Linked DNA regions of Sus scrofa: region 1 is linked to region 2. The links are chromatin contacts, called in public HiChIP or PLAC-seq maps. All regions are on one chromosome and are shown on one strand. The core of a region is the stretch at or near the end of the contact, and the rest is flanking DNA. Distances in the headings are between cores, read along the strand shown. Region 1 has its middle 100 kb from the start of UGP2. Region 2 overlaps UGP2 (UDP-glucose pyrophosphorylase 2).

Region 1 (5,768 bases), core at 52-2,551, 150 kb before region 2:
TCACATTTCAGGCATGTTTTAGAGATTGTGATAATGTGTGCTTGGTCTTGTCTCAGTCCTGATCTCTAACTCTTGGCTAAACCTAGAGGAATTTTATGATTGCATATCCAGTGATATCAGTCCCCTCAATCCCTAATAGTTCATCTTGCTGTGTGTTTTTCTTAGTAGCCTGTTATTCTTTCCGTAAAAAGGATAAAATATATAAAAACAAAGAAAGGAAGGAAGAAAAAAAGGGGGAAGGGAGGGAGAGAGGGAGGGAGGAAGAAAGGGAAGAAAATGCCTATTTCAATGTCTATATTCCAGTTTGCCATTTTAGTGGTCCTCTTAATTAAAGTGCCATATAACGTACAGATGATGTTTGCTGAGCATTATAGGGAGAACTAGCTTTTTGTTAAATAGGTCTGGTCTTTCTATTTCATTATGGAATAGGTCCAAAGGACATTACAATGTGGTCACATCAGAGTTTATGGTACCCTGCCTGATCCATACCCTCTCGCTGTGGAAGGAGGTTGCGCTAAAAGTCTAGTCTTGTTCAATTCGTTTTATGCAGCCAGTTACTGCTATGAGCCTTCTTTTTTATCCATAAAATTCTAATGAGATTATCTTTAGATCATTAACACAAAACCCCAGAGCAGTGTTAATGAACAAAAAAGACCCATACAAGATGACATAAAACTGTTGATGTATTGTTTATTGTATGCTCTGCACAATGACACAACCATGACCTTGTAGAATGTCTGAGTAATGTACCAGGGAGCACCAGGGAAACTCTATACTCAGTCCTTGCATTAACAACACAGATCACATTGTTATCAACTGTGTCTCATTAACTAGAGAATCTAAGAAGGCTTTAATTGAAAATAAACTGAAAATTTATCAGGACCAGCAATGACCTAGCCAAATGGGAGAGAAGGAACTAACTTTTCTTGAGCTTCATTTTTATAATAAATAGGTTGTTTACATCCTTTTCATCCTCAAACAACTTTGTGGAATTGGTATTGTTTGTATTTTCAGGTTGCAGATGAGGAAACAGGGCTTGGAGGGGTTGATGTGATGAGCAAGAATGTGAATCTAGATCTGTCCAACATTAGGACTTTTTTTTTTTTCCTGAGCTGTTTCCCTTCCTGCAAGTCGTTATCCCAACAAAAAGTCAACCATACACCACATGAAGCTTGGTCCAAGGATGGTATGTGCAGCCTGCTATATATGGCTCCCCTATTTGACCATTCCTCAGAACATCAGACCCACTGCTTCAGTAAGGTTGTCAATGTTCTCTCAGAGTCACACCTAATATTAAATGGATTTGGTTACTGCCTGTTCCTGCCACTTGATGCTGCCTGGAGAACTGGAAGAACAGCTGCTGGAAAGACTTACTAATTCCTTTGAATAGTTTGTGATATTATCTAAACTTTAGATCCTAAAGGGATTTGTAGATTTAAGAAAAAATATAACAAGATATATCTGGAAATGAGAATAGTTTTTTTTTGAAGATTATTTTGTTGGTAATATGTAGATTTATCAAATAATGTATATGAAATTTAATCCCCAGTTACGAATGCTTGCATGACAGTTCATGGCATTAAGAGATGGAGTTCTGTTTGAAAGGTCATGTGCACATTTGAGCAACTTGATATCAAGTGATCTTATTAGAAAGATTACATCGTAGACCTTGTGATATTAAAAGCATTTTTTAAAAAGTCATGAGCTGCTTAAAGGTAAAAACCGATTGTCTATGTGATATATTTACATGTCTTACAATTTTAATACCACGGAAAATTAAGTTTAAAAATGCACTCACTGTTTTATCACTTGTGATTTAAAAATCTCTGAAAAATGTTTGGGTAGAAATCCTGTAACTCATAAGGGTAACCTTGATTGGAGTGTGATAAGCCACTCGATGGCAGGGACAACTGCACATCAAGTTCTGAAAAAAAAAAAAAATCATTGATGGAGTTCCCGTCATGGCTCAGTGGTTAACGAATATGACTACGAACCATGAGGTTGCGGGTTCCATCCCTGGCCTTGCTCAGTGGGTTAACGATCCAGCGTTGCCGTGAGCTGTGGTGTAGGTTTCAGACACGGCTTGGATCCCGCGTTGCTGTGGCTCTGGTGTGGGCCGGTGGCTACTGCTCCAATTGGACCCCTAGCCTGGGAACCTCCATATGCCGTGGGAGCGGCCCAAGAAATAGCAAAAAGACAAAAAAAAAAATCATTGACTTCTCTAATCTATAATCATAATATGTTCCAGATGTATGAATGGTGGGGGTAAAGAGGGTGGGGGAGAGAGGGAGTTATTTCTCAGTTTATTTTATTACTGGAGAAACTGAGAGAAGTGACCTGCTAATGTCATAGTGCTCTTGGATGTGTAACACTTTTATATGAATTCACTTTCTCTCTCTGCAGAACACCTGTACTTTACTGATTCAGATTAAGGAGGTGGTGCCTTCTTCCTTATTTCTAATCTGCCCTAATTTGAAAGCTGTAATAGCCATGCAGCCCTCTTTTGCTCCCTGACCTTCTTCTATGCTAGCCTGTGGTTGGGAATGGCACTTTATTCATGTTTTGGCTTTAATTTACTAAGATTACTTATTGAGATAAGACTCACAACAGAATCACCTTTATATCACTGTCATCAAAGCAAGTGAATACCATTCCATGAATGATTGATTATATTCTTCCACCCTTATGTTTTTCAGACATCTCTCAATATTTAAACAAATTAGCCAGACCAATCATACACGATTCAGACTCACCCTGGAAAGCTGTCTCTCATATACTGAAGTAAATTATTAAGTTGCATTGCTTTAGAAATAAATAGGTAGAAGAACCAAAGGAAAAGAAGAATTTAAATCCTAAAGAGAAATTAACTTACAATCACATTTTTCTAAGCACAGTCCTTCCAGTTTTTTTCCCTTTGAGAAATCTTCCATATAATTCTCTCCTTTTGGCTCCACAGCCTGCACAACTCAGAGAAAACCCTCTGGTAATAGAAACTTACCATGTGGTGAAATTTTAGGTCCCCCTTTCCCCTAACTACCCCTATCTCCTGCACAAATAGTTTCACCATCTGTCCATAACACTGCCTGAAATTCCATCATTAAATATATCCTTCAGATTACATATGTGCCCACTTATTTTAAAAATTATAATCACTTCAACATTCCCATCAACTGAACACAACTATTTATCTTGTTTTAACTATCTCTGATATTTTTAATGCTTCTGCGATTTTTTTAATCATACAGACAGCATGTGAATGTATGTTTAGTTCTGGTTATTCATTTGATATTGTTTAAAATATCTAAATTCCAATACAAGGCATATATTTATTATGTTATTTTTATTGTCAGTGTGTTCTACTTTGAGAAATTACAATGAATAAGGAATTTGAATTGCTTCAAGTTTGTTTTCACAAGTATTTCTGCCTTAAACATTATTGTACACATTGGTTTGATTCTGACTTTTTGAGATTATTTTCCTAAGTAACCTTAAATTTCCCAAAGTAGAAATCCTAAGAATGGCAATGTTTTAATATTTCATTTCGTATACAACATGGTTAAACCTACTCCACTGAAAGAGTATATTGATTTGAAATGCCAGCAACAACATATGAGTACAGAGTATCTATCTATATATACAGTGTTAGTTGATTGCTAATATTTCTTAATTAAAAAACATATACATAGTAAATATGTGTAGAGCTAGAACTCATAATTGTTGATTTGATATTTATTTTTTCATTAAACAAGGTAATGATTTTTCAGTTACTGTTTTACTATAACCCTTTCATATGGCAAGTCTGGAGTCTGGATATTGATCTTATAGCTCTGCATGAAGATCATACAGCAAAGAAGTGACAGAATTGAGATTTGAATTTAGGTTCATCCGACCTCAAATCATTATACCATAAGGAGACAGGGTTGGGCTGGAGGGCTGTGGGGGTGCTGACCAAAAATATAGAAATGCTCTTTATATATTTCATAACTTAAATTGTTTTAAATATTATATTCACTTCAGCGTTAAATATATAGCATATAGAAAAGTATGTACATGTAATTATAAAGTGAGTTCTTGTTATCAAATAGAACATTACTAATATTTTAGAGCTCTGTGCGGGTCCTCTACTCTTTTCCAGAACCTATGTAAACTACTCTTTCATCTTCTGTGATTTTCTTTTCCTTCACTTTTCTTCATAATTTACTCTTTACGCGTGCCTCCATATATTACACATTGGTTGGGTTTAGGTTTTATCTGTTTCCAAACATCATATAAATGGAATCATATTGTCTGTATTCTTCATGACTTGCTTCTTATATTTCATATTATGTTTATAAGATTATCCATATTGATACATACAGCTGTAATTTGTTGATATTTATTTCTGTAGAGTTGCAATAGCTTTATATGCTATGTAACAAATTATCACAAATTTAGTAGCTTAAATCATCATTTATAATCTCAGTTTCCACAGGGTCAATAATCCAGACGTGATTTAACTCAGTCCTTTGCTCAGGGACTTATAGGTTGTAGTCAGTGTCAGCCAGGCTGCATTCTCATCTGGAGACTTAAATGGGGAAGGATTGTTTTCAAGATCATTTGGGTTGGTGTTAGAATTCATTTTCTTGCAACTTTATAACTCATGGCAGCTTGCTTCTCCAGGACAGCAGGAGAAAGGAGTCAGCTTAGATTTATATTTCATAGACACGGATATGTGTATGTGTGTATGTATGTATATACACACACAAATTTATGGAGAGACAAACACATACACAATCACGAGGGTGATATTCCATCACCTTTGCCATACAACATAATCTAATCAGAAGTAATATCCCACAACAACCTTTGTCATATTCTGTCTGTTAGAAGCAAGTCATATGTTCTGCCTGCATTCAAGTAGAGATTATACAGAGTGTAACAGCAGGGATAGAGATTACTGGGGGACCAATTTAGAATTCTTATCAGAATAGTAATTTAGTATTTATTGTATGTGTAAGCCATAATTTATTCATCTAGTCTACCACTAATGGACATTTAGATAGACATCTACGTTGGGGCTGTGATGGTTAATTTTCTGTGTTAACTTGGCCAGGCCACTGTGCCCAGATATTTAGGTATTTCTATATGGGTGTTTTTTGGATAAGATTTAAATTTAAATTGTTGGACTCAATAAGCAGATTGCCCTTCATAATGTGAGTAGATCTCATTCAATCAGTTGAAAACCTGAATAGATTGACTTGCCCTCCTGAGCAAGAGGGAAATCTGCCAGCAGACTGCACTTCATCTGCAGCATTGGCTCTTCAACATTAGCGGTTTGCCAGCAGACTGCCTTTGGACCCAAACCACAGCTATTTCCTGAGTCGCCAGCATGTTGGCCTGCCCAGTCAGATTTTGAACTCATCAAGCTTCCACAATGGCATGAGCCAATTCCTTAAAATAAATCTTTTATACACACACACACACACCCTATTAGTGCTGTTTCTCTGGAGTACCTTGACTAATACAAGGGCTATTATTAACAATGCTTCCATGAATGTTCTCTGTACATTTCCTGATGAACATGAGGAAGACTTACTGGGGTATATAACAAGGAATAGAATTCCTGGGCTGTAAAGTGTGCCTTTATTCATCTTTATAAGGTCATGACAAACAATTTTTCAAAGTTTTTGTGCTCATTCATACTCTCCCCAGCACGGTTGGGTTCCCAGCAATACAAATGCTCATCAACATATTGATGTGCTACTGAAACTTAAATTCTTAGCTTGAGA
Region 2 (5,435 bases), core at 1,895-4,394:
CTAAGAAGTACTGGCGTCTTTTAAGTTTCAAACCCAAGCAGCCTGGCTTAAAGCCTGTTCTCAGCTACTGTCCCATCCTGCCTCATTCAGTTCTGAAGCAGTCTGTTATCAAAAGACATGATTCATGCTGAAATTGATGTAGTTTATTACAGTGATTTTAATCAGGTTGTGAAACAGCAGCTACATCAATCCCTTTAGCATGTCCTTGCAATTTCATACATTTCTCAGGACAGCCAAACCACTGGTTTTCATCCATTATATGCTTGCTGGTGCCCCCAAAGGATTATTATTTATGAGCCTCTTTTGAAAATGTCTTTTAAATGATCAAGTTTCTAAGCCATGCAAAACTTGTGCTGGTAAAGAAGTCTTAGTGGAAGAAGGAACCTGGGCCTCTCAGTCTTGCCACTCTGCTATCCTCAGCCTGTCTCACTCTGGTCCCTGTTGACTGCCTGAATGCACTCTAGTCATCACAACTCTGTTCCAAAGAGCAGGAAGAAGGAAGAAGGGCACATCTCCTGCCCTTTCACAGCAACTTCCTGGAAAGCTTTCAACTCATTTCCAGCTAATCACAAAGACCAGAACTTTGGCACAAAGAGCTGCAATGGAGGCTGGAATTGTGGTCTCTTATTTTGGATGGTGGTGTGTCTGGCTGAAAATCAGGGTTCAGAAATGGATGGGGAAGATGTTGATATAGGCAGCTAATAATCTCTGCTGTGCTGTTAGTGCTTTATTTAGTGAGTGATGTAATCAGGAGAGAAAGGATTTCAAATTCTCTTCTAAAAGATCACCACTTGCAAGGTAGAAGGTGAGTTGGAGGGAGGAAAGGAGACCATAGAGACCACTCTGGTAACACAGATGAGAGTGAGTGGGCTGCCAGTGGTGGCAGCAGAGACAGTTTCATGAGGCTGACAGGACTTAGTCACTGGACAGATGTGAGCAGACTCTTGGCTTGGCAGTTGGTTGTGTCTTGGTGCCATAGACATGAGACTGGAGCAGATTGTCTGGAAAGACGAGATCTTCTTAAAATCTGCTTGAAAAGGAACAGGCAGCAAAAGGAGGAAAATAAACTTCTTCTTTTGTTTGTTTGTTTGGATTTTTTTTTTCAGGCATGTTAAAGGTCCCAGGCCAAGGATCAAACCCGAGCCACAGAGTGACAATGCCAAATCCTTAACCACCAGGCCACCAGGAAACTCTGAGGAGGAACATAGAACGTAGTGTTGCAGAAGGCAAGGAGAATAGAGCATTTCAAGATTTATGGAGCGGTCAGTTATGTCAGATGCAGCTGAGGACGCAAGTAAGAAAAGTATTAATGTTTTTGTTTTTTGCTGTGCCTGCACAATGTGGAAGTTCCTGGGCCAGGGATTGAACTTACCCTACAGCAGCAACCTGAGCCGCTAAAGTGACAACTTAAGATCCTTAACCCACTGCACCATAAGAGAACTCCAGAAGTATTGATGTTATTGACAAGGTTTAGCAGTTAGGAGGATGTTGATGAGCTTGGTAAGAGCAGTACACTGATCTATAAGAAGGCCAAATTGCATTGGGTGAGTGAGTGAAAGGGAGGTGAGGAAGTAGAGATGAGTGGAGCAGCTTTTTCAAGAAGCTTTGCCTTTAAGAAGATGGAGAGAAAAGGTTGTGAGTATGGAAAAGGATGAGTAAGTATATACATTGATGTTTTCTTTGTTTTTTAGATGTCAAGTATTTGATGGAAAGGTATAGAGAGAGAGAGGCTGCCACTGAGATTGGGTGATTGATGAAATGGGGACCTTGAGATGGGCAGAGAGATTGCTTTAGGGTGGGGGACAGCTGTTCCTGTGGCCAGAAGGAAGAGGAAGCAACAAAGGTAGAGATGCAGGAAGGTCCTGAGGGTCTGATCTGGGGGCAGAAGTTCGAGGGCATTCCCATATAGGATGGTTTTATTTGCCCTCTGAGCTCATCTTGGTGGCTGAGGGGGTGTTGGTGAGCATGTTGGTGGTGCGTGTGATAATGTAGATGATTTGCCAACTTTTCCTGAATGAGAAAATCTCTGGTCTAAGTATGATTTTTCTGTCATTAAATTAATTGGTAGGAGCTTGCAAATGACTCAGAATTTGGTCGTTACTGTTAGAAATATGAAATGAAAAGACAATATATGAAAGTACCTAGTTCAGGCCTTGGTTTGCAGACTCTGTGCATAAGGGTTTGGTGACTAAGCTGATGTTCTTGGAATACTTCCTGTACATATGGAGCGTCATTTCAAACTTATTTACTGTTTGTACAGCTCATTTTCTTTCAAGCCAACTTGCTTTTGTTGGGGAAAAAAGAAACTTTTGGATTGCAATAATCACATCCTTGTGAACCATAACAGGGCAGGTACTGTTAGTTTGTTTTCGGTATTTGGCACTGTGTCCAGGTATAGCACGAATATGCTACCAAGAACTGGGTTATACTCTTGCTAATGGGAACAGTGTGTCTCCATGACTATGTGATGAATTCAGCTTTTCTTCTAACTGGAAACTAAGTTATGAACAGACTTGGCAAGATGCAGATCATGGTAAACAATTTTTAAAAGATATTTTAAAGAATCTTTCTGCAGAAAAACTAGATTGATACCTCAAAGGGCTTAATGTTGCTTAAATTATGTTCTTTTGTAGATTGCCAACTACTTTCTTTTGTTGATTCACTAGAGGAAGCTAGGTGTTTGACCTATTCTTTTTCCCAGTGAGGAGAGGAAAAGAGTGGCCTCATCTCCCCTGTGCATTTTGCAGGGAGCCTCATGCCATTTGCCCTACCTCACTTGTATGGGTTGCCCTACTGTATATATACTTGTAGCAGAGGTCTTGGAAGACTGAATTCTATTCATGTCTGGGAGAAAGACAAACAGGGTGATGAAGTTGAAAGCACAAAGATAGCACTAGTGATTGACTAAAGTGACTCAATCAGAGTATCATGGAGGCCGTGTCCAGCAGTGCATGGTACTCCCTGTGGTCTCCCAACACCTCCATCTTAGCCTGAATGGATGTCTTTGTGCATTCTCCTGGGGGAGCTGAAGGGGGGAAAGTGGAGGGCAGGTCTAAAAATGTCTCTGTGACTAGGTGTGTCCAGTGTAACTTCAGCCGTTGCCAAGCAACCTGCTAACACAGGACCCTTTGGTTTGTGGGAATAAACTGAACTCTGTGGGATTGCTTGGTGAGGTCCCTGGTAGAGGGTGTAAACAGCAACACCAACAGAGGGAACTTGTGCTGGCATATAGGGTGATTTATGTGATGGAAAGCTGAGCTTACCGCCTAATTTAACCTGTAATTAGTTGTAGACCAAAAGTGTCTTGGCTTCCAGGACTCATGTGATCGGTGCCTTTCTATGTGTGCGTGTCTGTCTGTGTTGGGGTTGGGGTCGGTGTTATTTGGAACATAAGTGAAGGACATCCAGTTGAGGCTGCTGCTGCTTTTTTTTTTTTTTTTTCTTCCGTTGAGGTCTCTAACAGCAACACTAACTTGATGACTCTGGACATCTCTTCCCTGGTCACACCCTGTTACTTCATACCTTGTGACTCTTCTTTCCATTCTCTCCATAGTCAATTCCTCTCCAGAGTATTTAATTAGCTGCTTTAAGAATTAGATATATCAAGACAAGTAGGTGTTATACTGAAAACACTACCTAAAGAAACATGGTTCCTTGACATTTGTAGGGGTAGGATGACTCCCTGCCCACTTAACTTGGGGTTGCAAGTTTCTAAATACGGCATTTCACAGGGAATTCTGGGCCCTCACCTCAATGATCAACAAGTCTCTCTACTTGTGAGTTTCCTGGGCCTGTGCCCCCAAATCTTTATTAGCTCCGTTTAAAATTTAATGTTATGCTTGGATCAGCTTATTTTATTTGACTCCAAATATTTGAAAAGTAATTCAGAAGTACATTTTAAATTTAAACTCAAGTTCTTAAGATGCCAATCTTGCGAAGATTTTAATTAAAACTAAAAGTATATTTAATATACCTTTGGCTGAAGGCCAAATTGTGTAGTGTTAAAAATAATTCTGAGGCTGAGACCTTTTATCACCATTATAGAATAAAATTTCCACATACAGGGAAAAATTTGTTTAACCTCCATAGATTCAGTTATAAGGAATTGTCTTCTTAAAGCATTCTAGTAAAAGGCATGTTTTGAAGTTTGATTAATATGAAGAAAACTGATTTTTCTTTACTTTTCTCTAAGTAGTTATTTTCTTTATGGTATGTGGACTAAAGATTTTTTTTTTCATGAATATACATGATGTTGGAAGGTTTTTTCCCTCCTGGTGAAATTTAAGGCAACAAGGTTATGTTTGGTTTTTAATTGATCTGCACAGTAGGCAAAAAATTTCTATTAGTATTTTTTCTTAAGGTAATGTCATCAAGGTTCATTCATATTATAGCAAGTGTCTGAACTTCCTTCCTTTTTAAGGCTGAAAAACATTCCACATGTGTATATACCATATTTTGTTTCATCCATTCATGTGTTGATGGGCATTTGAGTTGCTTCTGTTTTTGGCTGTTGTGAATAATGCTGCTGTGAAGGTGAGTGTACAAATATCTCTTTGAGACCCTGCTTTCAATTATTTGGGGATATACCTAGAAGTGGAACTGTTGGATCATACAATTCTTCTATTTTTAATTTTTTTTAGGAACCACCATATTTTTTTCCTTAATGGGCACACCATTTTTACATTCCCACCAACAGTGCACAGGGGCTCCAAAAGCAATTTTGTGGTTTTTCTTTAAATATTAACCATGTATCTTCAATGTTGCTATGCTCACATTATCCTAACAGTTTATTCATGAGGTCTTTAGATTTTTCTACATATAAAATCATACCATTAAAGTTATCACCATGATGGAATGGGTGAAGAATCTGACTGCAGCAGCTCAGGTCACTGTGGAGGTACAGGTTCCATCCCTAGCTGGGCACAGTGGCTTAAAGGATCTGGTGTTGCCACAGCCATGGCTCGGATTCAGTCCCTGACCTGAGAACTTCCCTATGCCATGGGTGTGACCATAAAAAATAAATAAAAATCATATCATCTGTGAATAATGACAGTTTTATCTCTTAATGGATATGCAAATTGAATACTAGATGGCAGTAAAAAGTGAATGTATTATAGCTACATACATTAATGTGAATAATTCTTAAAATAATACTGAATTAAAGAAGTCACAGGAGGATACTTTATAGGATGACTCACTTTATTTAAAAGTTTAGAGACAAAATTAAGTAAAATATTGTTACTATGAATACATACGTAGGTGGCAAAACTACGGAGAATCTGAACGAACATGATCAGGGACAGGTGCATGGAAGCAGCTGCTCTATGGCAGTATTCTTTTTAAATTTAGGTTTTCCTTTCAACCGTATATGTGTATTTTATAAACTTCTGTATATACCGTGTTTCACAATGAAAGTTTATTAGGTGAAGTCAGAA

What was found. HiChIP or PLAC-seq counts read pairs in DNA pulled down with a chosen protein or histone mark.
Region 1: a contact with region 2 is called in an H3K27ac HiChIP or PLAC-seq map of skeletal muscle. The contact joins two enhancer-like sites. A contact is called at or near these places in 2 of 2 datasets of contacts at active chromatin or transcription factors (alveolar macrophages and skeletal muscle).

Annotation. Positions count from the first base shown.
Region 1 is chr3:78,132,579-78,138,346 of Sscrofa11.1, reverse strand. It overlaps the pseudogene LOC110260124. Among named protein-coding and RNA genes, the nearest start is that of UGP2, 100 kb to the right of the region's middle. Within about 2 kb of position 1,301, at least 7 of the 83 cell types and tissues checked have an H3K27ac peak or open chromatin away from gene starts, as enhancers often do. A contact at or near this core is called in skeletal muscle, where this site is marked.
Region 2 is chr3:77,989,365-77,994,799 of Sscrofa11.1, reverse strand. All of the region lies in intron 3 of UGP2 (UDP-glucose pyrophosphorylase 2), which reads left to right. Among named protein-coding and RNA genes, the nearest start is that of UGP2, 39 kb to the left of the region's middle. Within about 2 kb of position 3,144, at least 6 of the 83 cell types and tissues checked have an H3K27ac peak or open chromatin away from gene starts, as enhancers often do. A contact at or near this core is called in skeletal muscle, where this site is marked.